2 separate regions of the Mus musculus genome follow, and region 2 is linked to region 1. The links are chromatin contacts, called in public Hi-C maps. All regions are on one chromosome and are shown on one strand. The core of a region is the stretch at or near the end of the contact, and the rest is flanking DNA. Distances in the headings are between cores, read along the strand shown. Region 1 has its middle 42 kb from the start of H2al2a. Region 2 overlaps Mllt10 (myeloid/lymphoid or mixed-lineage leukemia; translocated to, 10).

Region 1 (5,466 bases), core at 838-3,337:
GTGTAGTTGAGGAATACCTTGGATTTCTTTCTCTATAGTCCAATTGCTGAGATCATAGGTGCACATCACCAGGCAGTAGGTTTGAACCCAGGCTTCATGCATGCTAGGCAAGCACTAGACTCTCTGAGCTATATTGCAGCCGTTTCCCTCTTTCTCTCTAGTACCACTACTTTGCTGGCGCTCAAAGCACACACTGGTTCTTTTTCTTCCTCTTACAGCTCAAGTTTCTTAGTTCAGATACTTCATCCAATATATTCCATTCCATTGCTCTGATGCCTCCATATTTATGTGGAAACAATTAATAGTACTTAGCAGGAAATGAAACCCTAAGGTTGTCACCCCAAGGTGCTCCCATTGATTTCCTCTAGTGTGGGGTACAGGATTACGGGCATTCTCTTCATTCATTCATTCATTCATTCATTCATTCATTCATTGAAGGTATGCAGAATATGCCTTAGTAGCCCGAAGGTTAATTGGAACAGAAGCAATTTGGGGATCCACAGCTTCAGAAGGAGCTTTTCTGGGCTTACCTTTGTAAAAGTGAAGCCTTCCCAAAGAAACCCTGACTCGTCCAGCAGGTCTAGTTATTCGAGGGTCTCGAGGGGACCTCCTCCTAAGAACCAAATGGGGGGTAGAGAGAGACGAGAACCTTGTGCGAATAACGACATGGAAACAGTCTGAGTACCATCAAGGTCCCAATGTATTAGCCAGGCCCAAGGTTTAAATGCACAAGCAAAAGGGGAAGTACTTATCAGTGTGGGGGGGGCAATAGAAATTTTTTCTTTTGGCAGCTACACGGGGAAGCAGGAACTTGGTGGTATCAGGGTGTGGTCAGGACATCAGTGATGACTTAGGGCTGGAACATTCTGTGGTTGTTCTCGGAATCTGTGTGTCGGTGGCCCGCTTTTGACCCCCTTTTCTTCTCGGGGGGAGAGGCCCAATTCAGAGATCAGGACAATTGTGTTGTCTTAATGGCTCCCAACAAAACCCAGCCTGGCTTCTGTGACAATATCAAAATTAAATCTTCACCAGGCTTCCTCCCAGTTATCCTGTGGTTGCCCTGTGACATGTAAATCCTACAGCTTTCGATCAGCAGGACTGGCCCTTTTATGCATCCCAACTATTCACAGATGATGGAGATTTTGGGATGGGCCAATTCAGAGCTCTGGATCTGGGCCTGGGGAGTAGCGGTCAGCCCACTGGCTTTCCCTTATCTGCACCTCCAGGGCAGCTCTGCAGAACTGCTCCAGCTAGGCCAACCCTGAAGTGGAAACTTAAGGGCTCTTTGGAAAGTCAGTTGTATTGGATGATGTTTTGCTGGGGCAAACACATAAGGAGTGTTTTCCGGAAGTGGACACAGGTGAAAGACTAAGGCAGATGGAATGTTTCACTGAAGCAAACACAGGCGAGAGGATGTTCTGCTAAAGCAAAAGTGTGAAAGGACATGTGATGAAGGATTCTTCTCTATCAACACACGTGCATTGGTCCTCCTTACTTTGCGTAGTTGAGCTGCATTTGTTGAGACTCCGAGGACTTGGGCTGATTGGATGCATGTGCTGAGGCAAGGCCCGTGGGGGACATGTGACGTTTGGAGGGTATAAAAAGGACTCCACAGAGTGACGGCGACAGAGCTTGGCGTGCCGGTACAGCTAGCTGAGCAACGCTTGTGGGTCTCACATCTGTGCTGATCTTCACGTCTCTGAGAGAAGCACAGCTGAGACTCCTGGTGCTCCTGCTGGTTCCTCCTGCTGACTTGTGTCAAAGCTGAGACCTGGCTATCTCTGCTAGGTTGTGTCACCACCGTTGTTGCTAATCTGACCCTACCAAATGGGACTGCTGTTGTATCTGTGAGGTGTTTTTGAGTGGATTAAGCTGCTGCTGCCTGCTGACCTGTGAGCTGAACTTCTGATTTCTAGACAACACAGATGAGAGTTGTTCCAAAGAACCCAATATTGCTGTCAGAAGAAGACAGGATCAGCTCCTCTGCTCTCATGCCCTCAGGCCAGCTCACCAACACCCAGGCCTCCAAAGCCAGCTTCTCTGTGCTGCCCAGTCAAGGCTCACTCTCCCAAGTGCTGCAGGCCAGCTCTCCTGTTCCTATATCCTTGGGACCGGCTCACCTATAACTTCACCATCAGGGTCAGCTCTCCAGAGTGCTACAGCTGGTGAGGGTCAGGGCTGGTTCTCCCATTCTCATGACTTCGGGGCCAGCTCTCCTGAGGGGTGATGGGGAAAGGTCAATACCCAGTACCCGCACAGATTTCCCACACTCTTGACATAAGACTTACTTCATTCTGAATGTCTATGATAGCTGAAATTCATACGCTGCAACCTAACCTCTGATGTGAGGGTGATTTGAGATGAGATTGAAAAACCCACAACGTGAGGACTCCCCCACGTTCTGACTCAGGAGAGGCGACACCTCAAATAACTCACGAGAAACGGTCTTGCTGCAAACTGCAAGAGGACTTTTATTTCAAGAGTGCTCTCGGGCCCACAGTCATACACCACGCAGGGGTAGCACCCTGAGTAGCTGGGTAAGGGGATATTTAAAGGAAGAAACCACAACTCAAGGAGGTGGGGAGGGCATTGTTGGAAAATACCAAAAATACCAGTTAAGAGTCACGAGGAAGTGGAAACCTTTGCATAGCGGGTTCCAGCAACAGTCAGGGTGGGTCAGGGTGACTTTTTTTGAATGAACACTCCCTGAACTGAGGAGGTGGGTGGGTGGAGGAATGTCACTATCTGTTTTATCATTAGCATGCCTTGGAGCATTGAGTCACAAAGGTCACATTCTCAAACCTGGGCCTAAAGGCCTAGAATTTTGTTTTTACGTTATACTTTTCCAAGATCTTTGGAAAGTATTAGGTCAACTGGGGTGGGGTGCATAAATGAGACTGGTCTTTGATAAAGAGGATGTAGTGAGAGTCCTTGCCTCTCCACAATTGAAGATTACTTATGAGCCCAAAGTTGAGCCCATGAAGGACTTAACCTGTCTGTGTCTTTCCAGCCTTGTCTCTTGTATTTGCTTTTCTCCTTTCCTGCTTGTCAAGACTTGGCTTTCCTTTCCAGGATTTTTTGGGGTCTTTGTTCAGCTTTAGCCTGATGATAGCCACCTTGCTGAGATGGCGCCCACTGGACAGCCTCTTCCCACTGCTGTCCTTTAATGTAGATGGGGAATTTCTGCTTGTACACCTAGACCGTTTTCCCAGTCTGCTGGCCTTTGTAGTGTCCTTGCCAACCTGAACTTCACGATCCTTTTGAGTAGGCATAAATGGGTTGTTATACTTCAGTCTCAGCTCTTGAAAAGAGGAGAAGGCATGATCCCTCCGAGTGTGAGAATGTGCATTTGAAGTGCCATTTGCCCGGTCAGAAGTCGCAAAGGGTTTGAGGTTGATTTTGGCAGCTGCATATCTAGTAATGGCCAAAAAAGGGAGGAGGTCTACCCATGGCTTCTGGTTCTGTACATTCTTTTTTCTTTTTTAAAGTCACATTCATGCCGGGCAGTGGTGGCACACGCCTTTAATCCCAGCACTTGGGAGGCAGAGGCAGGTGGATTTCTGAGTTCAAGGCCAACCTGGTCTACAAAGTGAGTTCCAGGACAGTCAGGGCTACACAGAGAAAACCTGTCTCGAAAAACAAAAAAACAAAAAACAAAAACAAAACAAAACAAAAAAGGTCACATTCATAAATGATGAAGCCAGCTCAGTAAGTGAACAGGTTCTCAAGGGAGGGAGTGAGGATTAAAGAAAGAAAAGACAACCAGACAACACTATAGCAGAACTCCAGCCAGGGTTGAAGCAGAAGCAAGTTTATTTTTTCCAGTCTGCTTTTATATCATTCTAGGTACATACAAGAATATGGTCAGTCCTAAGGCATAAACTAGTCAAGGAACAACCAAGGCATAAACAGTAAAGAACAAACAAAGCATAGACAAAGGTCCCATGATTACTGTATAGGGTCTTAATAAGACCCGACTAGATACAAAGAACACATTCCTCAGCTATAATCATCTTGAGCCTACTTCCTTGTCCTATCCCAAAGTCAAATTCCTGCCAAATTCCTAGAAGTGGCCCCCAAAGCTCTCCACACATAAGTGTGTATCTTTCCCTACTAAGATATAGCCAGGGGCCTGGAGAGATGGCTCAGCAGCTAAGAGCAGTGACTACGCTTCCAGAGGTCCTGAGTTCAATTCCTAGCAACCACATGGTAGATCACAGTCATCTATAATGGGATCCAATATCCTCTTCTGGTGTGTCTGAAGACAGCCACAGTGTACTCATAAATAAAACAAATAAATATTTTTTAAAAAAGATATAGCTAGGCACTGGCAGTACATACCTTTAATCCCAGCAGTTAGGAAGGAGTTGGGAAGCAGAAACAGGCACAACTCTGAATTTGACGTCACTCTCCTCTGTAGGGTATGTTCCATGACAGCCAGAGCCACCCAGAGAAACCCTGTCTCAAAAAACAAAACAAACACAATGTTGCATGGTATATATCTCTAATTCTGCTCCTTATTTGTATTTATTTATGAACTCCTATGCATATCTATGTATGTCATAAAATCTACTTTCCCCTTTTGCTAATCTTTTGTTAATTTATTTTGTAGGACCCCCAAACAGAAGTATGGGGGTGGGAAGAGGGAAAAGAAGGTTTTATTTTACTACAGGTTCACTCGTGTACTCAACTGTCTTATCTGTCACCCAGAGAGCAGTCTCTGAAGGGAGATTACCTTCCAGGTGCTCCTACGTGTCCTGGAAGCAAGGAGGGAATTTCCTCTAAGCACTGCCCTTTTCTTTAAGGAACTTGAAGGTGCAGGAACTATTCCCCCACAGTCTGTTCAATTCTGCTGAAATAAATTGGCCATAGATTACCAGGAGGAAAAGGCATCTGAGTTTATTTAATGTGCACATGGGTATGAGAGCCATTCAAAATATAAAGTTTAAAGAAAGGACATATGGTTGAGGTTTAAACACTTGCTTCAGAGATAAGAGGGAAATGGGGGCTGAAGGCAATTTTAGAGGGATAGAAAATGATGTATTGGCCTGGTGAACTGCTGGAAGAGTAGACAAAGCGTCTCTGGAGTTGAGGGGTGGTGTCCGGTTTTCAGACTTCTCTGGGCTCTCCATGCTTATTCATTAATGAGATTTCAAAAATAGTTGCATTTCTTTTGGGTAGGAAACTTCCCCTAGTCAGACAGAAAAACAAAACAAGCTTTTCTGTCATTTCAGGACAGAGTAGAATCAGGGTGCTGGGGAGGCAGGAGCTAGACTCTGAATCTGAAACACCCCACAGGCTCACCCGCACAGGTCTCACTTCCCGTCTTATGGAGCTATTTTTGAAGGCCTCGGAGCCTTCAGGAAGCAGGAACTGGTTTGGGGACGTGGATCATTAGGGACAGACCTTGGAGGATTGTCCCTCCCCACCATAGTTGTTTGCCTGCTCTTCTTGCTTCCTGGGCAA
Region 2 (5,231 bases), core at 139-2,638, 130 kb before region 1:
TTAATCCCAGCACTCATGAGGCAGAGGCAGGCAAATCCTCAGGCCACAGAGTGAATCCCAGAACAGCCAGAGCTACACAGAGAAACCTTTGGGGTTATCTTCAAACAAGGATTTAACTCATTGGCTAAACACTTCCCTGAGACCTTGGGATTCAATCCCTAGGCACTACCAAATAAATGTATGAATGAATGAACTTTTTAATAATATTAAAAAAAATCGGGCTGGTGAGATGGCTCAGTGGGTAAGAGCACCCGACTGCTCTTCTGAAGGCCCAGAGTTCAAATCCCAGCAACCACATGGTGGCTCACAACCATCCCTAACAAGATCTGACTCCCTCTTCTGGTGTGTCTGAAGACAGCTATAGTGTACTTACATATAATAATAAATAAATCTTTAAAAAAAAAAATCCTCCAGCATTCAAAAAAAGTTTTAAATATTTATCCAAATTAAAAAAAAAAGTCAAAGTAAGTGTCTCAGCTCCATATTCCCAACATTCTGAATGCTAAATAAAAGGCTCATGACTTCAGAGCCAGTCTAGAAGACCTGTCAAGAGCTAGCTCAAGCCGGACAGTGGTGGCACAAGCCTTTGATCCCAGCACTTGGGAGGCAGAGGCAGGTGGATTTCTGAGTTCGAGGCCAGCCTCATCTACAGAGTGATGTGGAAAGCCTTCTGAGGTACCGCTTGGCAGGAATCTGACCTTGGCCATGACAAGGAAGTAAGCTCAGGCAGGAGTCTGACCTTAGGGCATAATAAGGAAGGAAGTTTTGGCAAGAATCTAACTTCAGGCTGTAATAGGGAAGTAGGGTAAGGCAGGAATTTTAGTCTTAGGGTGAAACAAAAGAAGTAGGCTTCAGGCAAGATTTTGGGCTTGGACAAGGAAGTGGGCTCAAGTATTTAGGTCATTATGACAAGCCCTTTTAAATGACTGTCATGGGATTTCGCTTGCTGCTTTGTTAGTTCATTAATTCACTATTATACCGCTTGCCCAAAATACTTGCATGTAATTAAAATGGTATAAAAAGTGGATTGGAAAATTAAATTTGCCTTCAGTCTCAGAATTGACTGGGGTCACCCTGAAGCATTGTCTAATTGTTTCTTTCTTCTCAATCCTCACTCCTGTGCTGGAGGACCCCTTGACTGACTGAGCGGGCTTGGTCAGGTAGTGCCTAACGTGGGGCTCGAACCCACGACCCTGAGATTAAGAGTCTCATGCCTACCGACTGAGCTAATTCCCCCCAAACATGCATAAGCTAATTGTTTCCAATCTGCGGGTGGAACAGCCTCGGGAGACAGGCCATCTAATGTAGCCACGGTGAATGGAGCAGTAGGTCCATACTGAGCACAGGCAGTTGCTTAAAAGGAATGGGAGTATGGTATCTAACTGCATTCCCTCTCCATCCTTGCTTCAAAGCATATCCTTGTATATCTTCGCCTCGTTCTGAGGCCTGTTCCAGACCTGCCTGAAGGGGTGATAAAAGAGTAACACTGGGATTTAAAGTGAGAGGTCTGGTGAGGTACCACTTGGCAGGAGTCTGACATTGGCCAAGGACAAGCAAATGGGCTTCAGACAGAGTGAGTTCAGTTCCAGCAACCACATGATGGCTCACAAACCATCTATAATGGAATCTAATGCCCTCTTCTGATGTTCATGAAGTCAGGATACTCATGCGTATAAAATAAATAAATCTTAAAAAAAAAAAAAAAAAGAGGAGGAAAGACAGAGCAAGAATATATTTGTAAGAAGGGGGGAAAGAGGGTGGGGAAGCACCATTCACACCCCCAAAAAAGTTACCAGAAGAAAAAAATTCATGTTTATAAATTTTCTCATCCTAGCTTTCAAGATAAAGGGAGCAAAATATGGATTTTGGAACTTAAACAATGACAAAAATTAGAAGATCCAGCCATGAAAGAGCAGTATTCTAATAAATGACACACCTACAACCTTCCTACACAGATGCTATGCCACTCTATCTTTATTCTAAAACATTGTCAAGTTGAAGGCAGGTAACATATATGCATATGTATTATTAACTTTCCTGGGCATGGGCTAGAAAGAGGTAGGTGATAGAGCATATGTTTATATGTGTGAGACCACTGGTTTAAATCTCAGTGCACACACACACACACACACACACACACACACAGAAAATGAGAAAGAAGGAGGGAGGGAGGGAAGGAGGGAGGGAGGGGGAAAGAGAGAGAACCTAAAGAATATAACAGCATATTTAAGATCACCAAACTTTTAAAATACCCAACTTTCATTTTCCACGTGAACCTGAACAAATTACTATTTATTTCTCTCACATTTCCTCTTCAATTAAAAAGAAAAAAAAAAAAAAAAAAGCCGGGTGTGGTGGCGCACGCCTTTAGTTCCAGCACTTGGGAGGCAGAGGCAGGCGGATTTCTGAGTTCAAGGCCAGCATGGTCTACAGAGTGAGTTCCAGGACAGCCAGGACTACACAGAGAAACCCTGTCTCAAAAAGAAAAAAAAGAGGCACTACAGGAAAAGTGAGAGTGATGGCACATATCTATACCCCAGCATTTCAGCATTTGAGAAATCCATGAGCCTGGGCTACACAGCCAGGGATACTAATTCTCAGAAAGAGGGAGAGAGGGGGAGGAAGGGAAGGGAAGGCATAAAACAAGGCTTAAGATGCTCAATAGAAGAGCTGGTTTGGCAGTTAGGAGCACTTGTTACTCTTGTTTTTGTACAGGATATGAGCTCCATTGCTAACACCCAAAATATAATACTCTCCTCTGACTTCTATGGGCACCAGACACATACAGAATGCAGACATACATGCAGGCAAAACACTTGTAAACACACAAAGCAATAATGTAACTATTTTAAAAGACGCCCAATGTGTATGCGTAAATAAATAAATAAACAAACAAACAAACAAACAGTGCCTGTGTATCTCATGGTCAGTCCAGTCCTGTTAAAATATGGGAGTGAAGAGCTGGCTTAGAGATTCAGAACACTTGTTACTCTTGCCAAGGACTAGGGTTGAATTCCCAGCACCCACACGGATGTTCACCACTTCTTCAGACACCAGGCATTACAGGTGGTGCAAAGACATACATGCAGGCAAAACATACATACACACAAAATAAATTAATAATAAAAACTTTTATTAAATCAAAATAAAATGTAAAAAAGACTGAAACAACGCACTCACTGACATAGCACCTAGATGAGTGCTGTACTATTTTGCAGGTAAGGAAATGAGGCTTAGGCAACACTAAGAAACCTGACAATAATATATCTATTTCACTGACTCCAATAGGTTGAAATACAGGTTACCTTCCCATGATATCCCAAAAGTAATAACCCTATACTATTAATGAAATAAGAGCTCTTTTAAATTTTTACTATAAGGAACTAGGTAGGGTAGCTCAGTACACACTGCTTATTGTGCACAAGGACTTGGGTTCAATATGGAACTAAAACTCTAACCTGAGGCTTTAGGAAATAACTAAAAGAAAACAGAAACTTTTTTTAAATTTATTTTTCAGGTATTTTACCTACGTGCTCATATGTGTAGCACTTGTGTAATGAGAATTCTGGAACTTTGGTTTCTTTAAAAAACACACACAGAGAAATATGATAAGAATGTTTTCATCTTAATCCCAGGTGTGGAGTTATAAGGCTGCTTCACAGAAGCTGACTATGATTTACCTAGCGCTCTAGCAGAGGCCTGCTTTTACCAGCTGCAAATAGTTTCTGAAACTGAACTGTGTGGTATTTGAAAATCTGGAAATTTTTCAGATGCTAAGGCCCTGAGAGGCAGATTTGGTAGTTGGTGGTCATTTCAGGAGGGTAGGTTGAAGTTTGTAGCCGTGCTCAAAGAAGAAACAAGAAAAACAATTAATTATAGATCGATATCTATCTCTCTCTCTCTCCCCCCTCTATCCTTTTTTCTCTCTTATCTAGTGATAAGGGGTGAAACCAGGGGAATAAAGAGTGGAAAAAAGAAGAACTCACCCTTGTGTATCAAAGTCCAGCTACACACTTGTATCCCTGGTACCCACAGAGGTCAGAAAAGAATGTCAGGGAATTGAAACCAGGTTCCGTGTAAGAACAAGTGCTCTTAACTGCTAAGCAATCTCCAGCCCCTAGACACCATCTTTGTGAGTACCTTCTAAAGGGTAATTTTCCCTGAGATGGCATTTTACAGTAATCCCAGCACTCAGGAGACAGAGGCAGATGATGTGCACAAGAAGATCCAGGCCTGACAGAGAGGGGCACATAGAGAGGCCCCATCTCAGGGAAAAAAAAAAAAAAAAAGTACCATTAGCTTCCTTTTTTCTTTTCTTTGGGGGAAGAAGGGGTGCTGGAGTCAATACCAGGGCCTCATACTACCTACACAAGCAAGCAGTCTATGGCTGAGCTGTGTCCCTGGCTCTCCTTTACTTTTAGTGAAAATGCACAAAAGTAGAAAAAATATTTTTGCCCTACACTAATACTTAACAATGGGAAACAAGTGGTATTTTAGGGACAGGAATAGCAATCCTGTTTCTTCCTAGGAGATAAGATTGAGGGGCAAAGAAGATGCTAGGATGAGAGCAATAACGTCAAGAGTGGCAAAGTGTATGGCATGTACACATATAATGAACAGTGCGGAGCTGGGTCACAGTAAGTACTGATGCAAGTTGGAGGCTAGCTTAGTCTACACACGGGGTCAGGAGAGGAATCAACAGCCAAAACTGTGCTTTTCTTAGGAGCAGAATATTGAGAAATAAGCTGGATAGAGAAGAAAGAAGTATATCCACAATTCTAAGGTTTAGTTAGGGTACTGAGAACTGAATCCAGGAATTCACACATGTAATGATAAGGAAACACTACCACTGAACCATATCCCTAGACCTTAAAGACCCATTTTTGTCTGTTTAATTTTTTTAGACAATGTCACACTACAAAGATATAAAACTTTAGACGGGGGTAACTAAGTGAGATGGCTCTTCAGTTACTAGCACATGCTGCCCCTGCAGATCCATATTCCCTTCCCAGCACCCATATCAAATAGGTCATACTGCCTGTGCCTCCAGTTCCACGAGCTGAACTCCATGGACACCTGCATTCACAGTCAGATACACATTCCAACATACAAAATGTAAACTATGTAACTAAATAAAGCTATTGCAATAAGCTAGACCAAGAAAAAGCATCAAGGCTTAGATCCTCACAACAGTGACAGCAGAAGTAGAAAAACTAACAATCTTAAATTCC

What was found. Hi-C and Micro-C count contacts between places; a contact is called where the count stands out from the background.
Region 2: a Hi-C map of 8-cell embryo shows a contact between it and region 1, with 15 times the contacts expected there. The contact joins two enhancer-like sites. A contact is called at or near these places in 4 of 484 Hi-C or Micro-C datasets (8-cell embryo, adipose-derived mesenchymal stem cells, embryonic stem cells and 1 more), 4 of 115 datasets of contacts at active chromatin or transcription factors (all in embryonic stem cells) and 1 of 9 other capture datasets (embryonic stem cells).

The regions. Positions count from the first base shown.
Region 1 is chr2:17,952,157-17,957,622 of GRCm38.p6, reverse strand. No RefSeq gene overlaps it. Among named protein-coding and RNA genes, the nearest start is that of H2al2a, 42 kb to the left of the region's middle. Within about 2 kb of position 2,087, at least 4 of the 459 cell types and tissues checked have an H3K27ac peak or open chromatin away from gene starts, as enhancers often do. A contact at or near this core is called in 8-cell embryo, where this site is marked.
Region 2 is chr2:18,083,363-18,088,593 of GRCm38.p6, reverse strand. All of the region lies in intron 3 of Mllt10 (myeloid/lymphoid or mixed-lineage leukemia; translocated to, 10), which reads right to left. Among named protein-coding and RNA genes, the nearest start is that of Mllt10, 21 kb to the right of the region's middle. Within about 2 kb of position 1,388, at least 12 of the 459 cell types and tissues checked have an H3K27ac peak or open chromatin away from gene starts, as enhancers often do. A contact at or near this core is called in 8-cell embryo, where this site is marked.